2 separate regions of the Mus musculus genome follow, and region 2 is linked to region 1. Evidence: chromatin contacts called from public capture Hi-C data. All regions are on one chromosome and are shown on one strand. Each heading gives the region's core, a stretch centred on a gene start, on an enhancer-like site or on the middle of the called end of the contact. The rest is flanking DNA. Distances are from core to core; before and after follow the strand shown.

Evidence for each region. Capture Hi-C pulls out chosen DNA fragments and counts their contacts.
Region 2: a contact with region 1 is called in a capture Hi-C map of macrophages, with 4 times the contacts expected there. The contact joins the promoter of Klra2 here to the promoter of Clec7a in region 1. A contact is called at or near these places in 5 of 39 promoter capture datasets (cranial neural crest, frontonasal cranial neural crest, hematopoietic stem and progenitor cells and 2 more) and 1 of 9 other capture datasets (macrophages).

Annotation. Positions count from the first base shown.
Region 1 is chr6:129,470,815-129,475,273 of GRCm38.p6, forward strand. Clec7a (C-type lectin domain family 7, member a) reads right to left here and starts at 1,971. Exons shown (of 5, transcript NM_001309637.2): 1 at 1,769-1,971; 2 at 85-183. The coding sequence starts at 1,871. All of the region lies in intron 2 of Gm45969 (a long non-coding RNA gene), which reads left to right.
Region 2 is chr6:131,244,821-131,249,630 of GRCm38.p6, forward strand. Klra2 (killer cell lectin-like receptor, subfamily A, member 2) reads right to left here and starts at 2,542. Exons shown (of 8, transcript NM_008462.5): 1 at 2,429-2,542; 2 at 395-558. The coding sequence starts at 506.

The DNA.
Region 1 (4,459 bases), core at 721-3,220:
CCAAGCCCTTGAGAGAGTTCTTGGCATCAATTAATTGCATAATCACTGTTTACGACTGCATCAACCTCCCTCACCCATACTCACCTAGGGCACCCAGCACTGCAGCAACCACTACTACCACAAAGCACAGGATTCCTAAACCCACTGCAATGGGCCTCCAAGGTGAAGATGGAGCCTGGCTTCCTGGAAAGTAAGAGAGATGAGAAAGAAAATGAGGGAAGATGATGGAACTCTTTAACAGCTTAGTTCCCTGAAATTTGGGTGGTTCTAAAGGGATCAGCAGACACTAGGCTCTAGCGACTTGAGAATCTAACATTGTAGTGTAAATCTCCATTTTCCTCCAACTTCAGGATGCCTCTTCCTCCATTGCTTCAGCCATGGCATCATGGCCATACCATCTGTAACTCCTCCATTGTAGGCTCACAGGCTAGTCTATAGATCTGGACACTATCCATTCCCTGAAGTCCTACTTGGTCACAGAGCAAATAGCTTTCTGTAGGAGAAACAGCACCAATGACTAAGGATAGCTTTTTCTTGTCATTTATATGGTGCATGATTTAAACAAGTTATTTTCTCTATGCCTTTGTTTTTATTTATTTTTTTTATTTCCAAGTTTTGAAATTAGATCAATAGTACCTTCAAATACTGTTGCTGGGACTGAGCACTTTAGTTTACGCAGCATACGCATATAAGCCATGCCCCTTCCCTCAATCAATTTTTAGACTATTTTCCAAGCAAATTTCACAAGAGAGTGATTGTGTAAGTGGTTATAAATAATTGCATAATGTGAACATCAAAAAGCGGAAGAAAACAAACTGACATTAGAACCCGTCAGTCATCTCTTCCTTTAAGTTAACAGCGAACTGATTTTTGTTTTAAGCTGATGATACCAACAACAGAAAGCCAAGTCATAGAGCTGCCCAATAGGTGACCCTGAAAGAGACTAAAACACTCACTCCGTGTTAGGACTTTAATGTCCTTTATTCTTGTCTTGTTTCCGTTTTAATATCTATCTCCTGATAATGAGACATTTTAATGTAGCTTGTGTTTTCCATAGCTGACATACTAACATCTCGTTTTATAAAATCCAAATTAATCTCTTACCAAAAGAGCATAGCGGATTTGGGATTTACACCCCATGACTCCTGGCTTCTCTTTGGGTTTAACCAAAGATGCATTCATTTTTATTTCCCACACACTCCTCTATGGTTGCATAGAGGACCATGACTTTAGCATACTGTGTTGTATGATTGTACAGGTTGTTCGTTTATCTGTTTCCTGGCCCCCTCACAAGTTGCTAAAAAACAAGGAAAAAGCAACTCTACTAAAATTCTTTCATCTTTCTCTTTTACTCATGTTACCAGTGCTACCTCTGACTGTAGAGTAGAGTAGTCCTGTTTTCTGCCATAAACCAAAAGCAATTTGTGGAAGTCGTTGATGACTTCCAGCAGTCTTTAAAACTATACACACACACACACACACACACACACGTGTGTGTATACATGTATATATATATATATATACATATATATATATATATATATACATATATATACATACATACATATATATGTGTGTATACATGTATATATATATATATACATATCATATACATACCACATATACCAAATATATATCATACACACACGCATATATGAAAATATATTTTTGTAGGCAGTTCTACAAATCAAGAATCTCTCCAGGTCTCTACTTCTGTTATTTCAGTTAATGAGAACAAAGGTGCTGTTAGCAGAAAGAAAATGGATACCTTTCTCTGATCCCCTGGGCCTTTTATGGATGTCTTGAGTGCTGAAGTCTAATTGAGTATATCCATCTTCATCCAGATTCTCTATATGAGAGTGATATTTCATTGCTTCACAGGGCCCTAGGTAGGCAGAGCACTTGAATGTTCTTTACTATAAAATAACTGCCAGGATGAGGCTCACTAACCCAAACCCTGAAACAGCCCTTTGCGAGGTTCATGGAGCACAGCTTAAGTAGTCAAGCCAGTGCCCAAAGCAGGAAATGAAAACGCGTTGGAGTAATTTCCCTTTTTTCCTCTAGATCCTGTTTCTGAGGCTGTAACTTCTGAAGAAAACTGAAATGCTGTATGATGCATGACTGTCGTTTTAGATCAACTGTATGACTGATCCATTGACTACAGTCTTAAAAGACATTGGTTACACTCCCCATTGAAACTGACACGATTAATTGGTATGGCCTACATAAACTTTTAAGCAGTTTGAGTGTCTTGAATTCGACACTGGCTTGTTAGAACTCTGATTGCATCCCCACATCCTTTCATGTGTTCATGCCATCCATTGTAGTAAATACTCTATAACTGCCTGGAGTCGGCAGCATTGGCGGAAGGCTCTCCACAAGGAAATTTATTGCCTGATGGAGGAATCACAGCTGAGCATCCAAAGTACATCACTCCAGCGACACAAAGCGAATGATTCTCTTGGAGGTTTATCATGGAGTAGAAATAGATAGGCGCAAACATTTACTGGGAATGATTCTGCCTTAGTTACTTCACAGCACACCCGCATTCTCATTCTGTCGCCCTCTCTAAGAATTACGCTTTAGCACATATTAGCATTACTATTTTCAAATAAGGAGAAGAAGACATGGATACTCGAAGATGGAAATTTCAAAACTAGAACAAGGGACTAGAACAAAGTCTACTAAGTTTTTAAGACTTGGAATTACTTACTGTTGCACTGGCTTCATTCTTCTGGACTCTTATGATACATATAATAGCCTGAAACATAAAAATAAATTCTCATTCTCTCTCTCTCTCTCTCTCTCTCTCTCTCTCTCTCTCTCCTCTCTTGCAATTCTCAGATTAACAAAAAATGATCAAATAAGTACAGTTTTGAAACAACCATCACTTGATTACTGCTGTAAGTCAACAAGGAGAACATCAAAGAAATGAGAATAGACTTAGTTTAAGGATATGATTGAATTGGAGAAGAAGGTTTTCCATGAATGGAAGTCAGAGTCCACAAAACAAAATTTGAAGACTTTTTCAAGGCTAGAGTGTGCTAATAAAAAAAAAGCTGCAATACTAAAGGGATAGCTAGAGTGAGTCTTCATCAGGACTTGTCAATTGGCACTTATTAAACTAAGAAACTCCTCATCTTTATGACTTGAGGCAGTGGCACACCTGGAAACAATGCACTCTCCTCCAATTCCCAGAGACTGTGAGGAAGAGCAAGGACAATCATCCTCGAATGTTTGCCCTTGAGGAGACTGTTCAGGGTGGTGGACTTCTCATGCCAGAGAAAAGATACTATATTGCAAATCCCAAACATATCTGCTGTAAGAGTGGATTTACCTACCACCTGCTGTCAAGATGTTTTTGTTTTGTTCTGTTTTGTTTTGTTTTTTGAGACAAGATCTCAAAAACTCAGTATTCTCCCTGATCATGGGATACAAACTCAGCTCTGACTTAAGAAACTGGTAGCACTACGAGCATACTTGTATAGGTACCTCAGGCTTTTGGACCCATCAGTCCTTAGGAACAAAGCCCTTATTTACTTGGAAGCCATTATGGGCCTGCCAGGTGTACTGGTGAAGATGGGAGCAGTTGTTATCTGAAAATGAGTATGTACCTCTCAAAGTCTAATATGGATAGAGACAATAGAGCACTCAGCAGCGAGTGAGAGCCTTCATCTTACATAGTCTGCCACACAAGTCTTACTGAGTATTCCTGGATATGTCATAGAGGGGTTGTGTCTGCCTATCTCAATATCCACATTCAATCCAATAATGCAATCTTTGCAACGCAGCATGGTGAGATGTAGGAATCCTCCCACCAAATAAGGTATGCTGACATCTGAGAAAATGACACAAAGAGGAAGATGACCCTGGCCCATGCCATGAGATCTTCACATGAGAGGGAGAGGGAGTGAGAAATCCTCTTTCAGTGTCTAGAGGAAAAGGACATCCGTATTTCATAAGAAGACGCAGACAAGAGAATGCAAGCCAACAGTCCCTGCCAAATTCCCCTCAGTCATTGCTAATTAACTAAATTCTGGGTCACCCTTGGGGTAGAGACTTAAAAGTCTGAGGGGGTTGTTGATATGATAGCCTCCTGTGGGGGAAGGTAGTGGGTGACAGAGGAGTATGGGACATGGAAAGAATTAAATTTCATCACATAAACATATAAAAGTGTCATAAAAAATGAAAAACTGCTTCTAAGAGTTAAGAATCTTATGTATAGTCGTCATACTTACACTTCCTAAGAAATTAATCTTCTTACTCAACATGAATTTTTTCTTTTATTTATTTATTTATTTATTTATTTGATATTTTCTTTATATACATTTCAAATGTTATCCCGAAAATTCCCTATACCCTCCCTGCGCCCTGTTCCCCTACCCACCCACGCCCAATGAATATATATTGATAAACATACTTGCACATTTGTGTCTATAAGTATCAAATAAAAGATATT
Region 2 (4,810 bases), core at 1,292-3,791, 1.8 Mb after region 1:
ATACTTAAGACAATTAAAACTCCTTCAGCTGGAGTATAAGTATTCTTTCCTCTGCACACTTTTCATTTCTAAGGTTTTATTTCTCTAGAACATTTAATGTTTCTTCAGAGTCTAGTTTGTCTGTATTTTTAAAGGTTTCAGAACTTTTTATGAATAAACAAACAAAAGCAAAAGCAAACAAAACTTCTCTTAATGGGTTCTCAAATGTGACAGAATGTGTCTCTTCTCACTTCTCCATTCTCAAGAGCTTATTTCTTTGTCTCCCATTGTTCTGCTCTGCGCATCTGGCTTTCCTCTGTTATCAGCTAAGAGCCAATAGGATATTGTTTTCAAAAGTCAAAAGTTACAATACATTAAAAAAAAGAGGTGAATTTAGTCACTTAAAAACACTTACCTCTGTGGCCCACATCTCTGGGCCTTTGAGTCTCCTCAGGCCTCACTGGGTTCTGCAACCCTGAAGACTTATGAAATCTCAGAGTTGTGTAAGTGACCTCCTGCTCACTCATCTTGGAAGTATGTAAAGTACGATTTGTATTAAAATGTGGCCTCAAGTGATTTCTAAAGAAAAAGTTAAAATGTCCATCTTTAGGAAGATACCTGGATCTGATGCTGCATTGGAGTGGGAATGGGTGAGACATGATTAATTTTCTTAGTGGTCCAAACACCCTGACTCTGATTTCCTCACACACAAGTGAGACCTCTTTGCATATAATCTGCTTAAATGGAAAGAACTTTAAAAATAAGAATAAGTCATTACTATTTTCAAACTGCCTTTGTTCAAAATATTCTACATACATGAAAAAGTTAGGCAAAATTGCTACCACCATAAATCATTAAAACCCTTTAAAACTATTAATTCAAATAACAAAACTTAAAACTTTCTTTTAAAAATTAAATGTTTTGCTTTAAAATTATGTATACATTTTGTTAAACACATGAATATAAAAATGGTCTTGTCTTTTCAGTTATACATATCTATCCAAGTTTCCCAGACAACACTTTCAAAAGAATACGTGAATGTTAATACAGAAGATGACTAAAATTTGGGGTCCAACATAAATGTTTCTTGAGTTGAAGCTCAAACTCCTGAGATGTCCTACCTCTCCACCTAGCCACATCCTACATATTCTTCTTCCGGGCCAGCCTGGTAAATAGATGCAACTACGAAAGATCCTACTGAGTGGAATAACCCAGACCCAAAAAGACAAATGCCGCGTGGTCTCTGGCATCTGAGGCTCTGGCTCCCAGTCTTCACATATCCCACCTAACACGGAATACCTAAAGAAACCAGGTAAGTGGAAAGGATCATTGCATGGGTGGGGTATGGGAGCAATAGAGAGGGGAATAGCAGGATACAACCAGAAATTTAGTCCCAGATTATTCCATGTCCACAATCATTTCACATATTACATTCTAATACTTGATTTTGCCAAACAAGGAACCTATATAAAAATAAATTTTGTCACTATGCCATCATTAGCTAATGCCCATAAGGATTCAATCTGATAATATAAATAATTATATTACTAAATAGGAAATATTTATAATTAGTCTTCCCACTTACATTAATAACTGAGATAATAGCCCACAAATAATATGGAAAACAAACTGCATATTGATTGATTCTTCCCTAGATTTTTAATGAAGTTTTCTGAAATTATTCAATTTTCACTTGTTCCCTCTCTCTCTCTCTCTCTCTCTCTCTCTCTCTCTCTCTCTCTCTCTTCCTTTTTTTTTTGGGGGGGGGGCGGGGCTGGCTTTTTGTTTGTTTATTTCTTTGTTTTCAGGACAGCAGGGTTTCTTTGTGTAGCCCTTGACTATACTGGAACTAGTTCTGTAGATCAGGCTGGCCTCAAACTCACAGTGATAAACCTGCCCTATCTCATGAGGCTGGGATTAAAGGTGTGTGCCACCACTGCTATCCAAGATTCTTTAAGAAAAAGGAGTCTACCCGCTACAGAATACTTTTTTTTTAATTGTTATTATTGTTGTTGTTGTTGTTGTTGTTGGAGGATTGCCTGTGGCATGGTACATGTATGTCCAGAGGACAACTTTACCAAGTGAGTTCTCTCACTCCACCTTCAAGTGGGCTTCAGGGATCAAACTCAGGTGGCCAATCAGACTTGTGCAGCATGTAATTTCATATGGACCCATCTTACCTGGCTCCTAGTATTACTTCTTCTAAATGACTTAGATTTAAGCTTTTGACACAGTTAAATGAATGCCATAGATCCTCGCCCATAATTTCATAGCTCACAGCAGAAGTGACAACACACTCAGAAATAAAATAACGAACACAGAACTCCAATTTTCACATACTGCCCGAGTTAACTTTATCTGACACAACCAAGAGGGTTTCCCCATCAATCCTGCTGACAAGTCACAGCATGTAAAATTCTGATAGAAAAACACAAAAAGCAGCTGTTACCTGTGTCTCTACCAGGAAGTAATTCTGGTGAAGGGAATTAATCCACTAACTGAGGGACAAGTTGGCCATTCCTGGTCTGTATACACTCAGAGCTTCAAGAAGAATGACGGAACTGAATCATCTCTGAGTAATACTCCAGCTCATAACATTCGGCCCCTCCTCTTGATCTAAGCAAAAAGAGGAAATTGCATAATAAAAGCTGACTCTGACAGCAAAGGAAAGGACCAATGTATTCTGGCATATACTGCAATAGATTTCCATAATTGATAGTTGAATACTGAAAAGATACCACTCCTTCAGAGAAAGAAAAATAAGTGTCCTTAACAAAACCATAGGAAAAGAATGGGGGACTGAAATTCCCCTGCTTCTAATTTTGTAATAGGCTGTTGGAAATTTTCTTTTTCTATTTGAAAATGTTTACTTGTTGTTGAATTGTACTTATTGTACCTGTGTGTTTTACGAATACCTTTTAAAGGCATTTGCACTGTTAAAGTTCTTTTTTTTTAACTGTTAAACTAAGTTTTTTTTTATTTTTAGTTAGGTATTTTCCTCATTTACATTTCCAAAGTTATCCCAAAAGTCCCCCATACCCTCCCCCCAACTCCCCTACCCACCCACTCCCATTTTTGGCCCATTCATTCCCCTGCATAAAAAGTTTGCAAGTCCAATGGGCCTATGTTTACAATGATGGCTGGCTAGGCCATCTTTTGATACATATGCAGCTAGAGTCAAAAGCTCCGGGGTACTGGTTAGTTCATAATGTTGTTCCATCTATAGGGTTGCACATCCCTTTAGCTCCTTGGGTACTTTCTCTAGCTCCTTTATTGGGGGCCCTGTGATCCATCCAATAGCTGACTGTGAGCATCCACTTCTGTGTTTGCTAGGCCTCTGCGTAGTCTCACAAGAGACAGCTATATCAGGGTCCTATCAGCAAAATCTTGCTAGTGTATGAAATGGTGTCAGCGTTTGGAGGCTGATTATGGGATGGATCCCTGGATATGGCAGTCTCTAGATGGTCCATCCTTTTGTCTCAGCTCCAAACTTTGTCTCTGTAACTCCTTCCATGGGTGTTTTATTCCCAATTCTAAGAAGGGGCAAGGTGTCCATACTTAGGTCTTCGTTCTTCTTGAGTTTCATGTGTTTTGCAAATTGTAACTTATATCTTGGGTATTCTAAGTTTCTGGGCTAATATCCACTTATCAGTGAGTACATATCATTTGAGTTCTTTTGTGATTGGGTTACCTCACTCAGCATAATGCCCTCCAAGTCCAACCATTTGCCTAGGAATTTCATAAATCCATTCTTTTTAATAGCTGAGTAGTACTCCATTGTATAAATGTACCACAATTTTTGTATCCATTCCTCTGTTGAGGGGCATCTGGGTTCTTTCCAGCTTCTGGCTATTATAAATAAGGCTACTATGAACATAGTGGAGCATATTTCTTTCTTACTAATTGGAACATCTTCTGGATGTATGCCCAGCAGAGGTATTGAGGGATCCTCTGGTAGTACCATGTCCAATTTTCTGAGAAACCACCAGACTGATTACCGAAGTGGTTATACAAGCTTGTAATCCCTCCAACAGTGAGGGAGTGTACCTCTTTCTCCACGTGCTCGCCAGCATCTGCTGTCACCTGAATTTTTGATCTTAGCCATTCTGACTGGTGTGAGATGGACTCTCAGGGTTGTTTTGATTTGCATTTCCCTGATGATTAAGAATGCTGAACATTTTTTCAGGTGCTTCTCTGCCATTCGGTATTCCTCAGGTGAGAATTCTTTGTTTAGATCTGAGCCCCATTTTTTAATGGGGTTATTTGATTTTCTGGAGTCCACCTTCTTGAATTCTTTATATATATTGGATATTAGTCCTATATCTGATTTAGGATATGTAAAGATCCTTTCCCAATCTGTTGGTGGTCTTTTTGTCTTATTGACGGTGTCTTTTGCCTTACAGAAGCTTTGCAGTTTCATGAGGTCGCACTTGTCAATTCTTGATATTACAGCACAAGCCATTGCTGTTATATTCAGGAATTTTTCCCCTGTGCCAATATCTTCGAGGCTTTTCCCCACTTTCTCCTCTATAAGTTTCAGTGTCTCTGGTTTTCTGTGGAACTCCTTGATCCACTTAGATTTTACCTTAGTAAAAGGAGATAGGAATGGATCAATTCGCATTCTTCTACACGATAACCACCAGTTGTGCCAGCACCATTTCTTGAAAATGCTGTCTTTTTTCCACTGGATGGTTTTAGCTCCCTTGACGAAGATCAAGTGACCATGGGTGTGTGGGTTCATCTCTGGGTCTTCAATTCTGTTCCATTGCTCTACTTTTCTGTCATTATACCAGTACCATGCCATTTGTAACACAATTGCTCTGTAGTACAG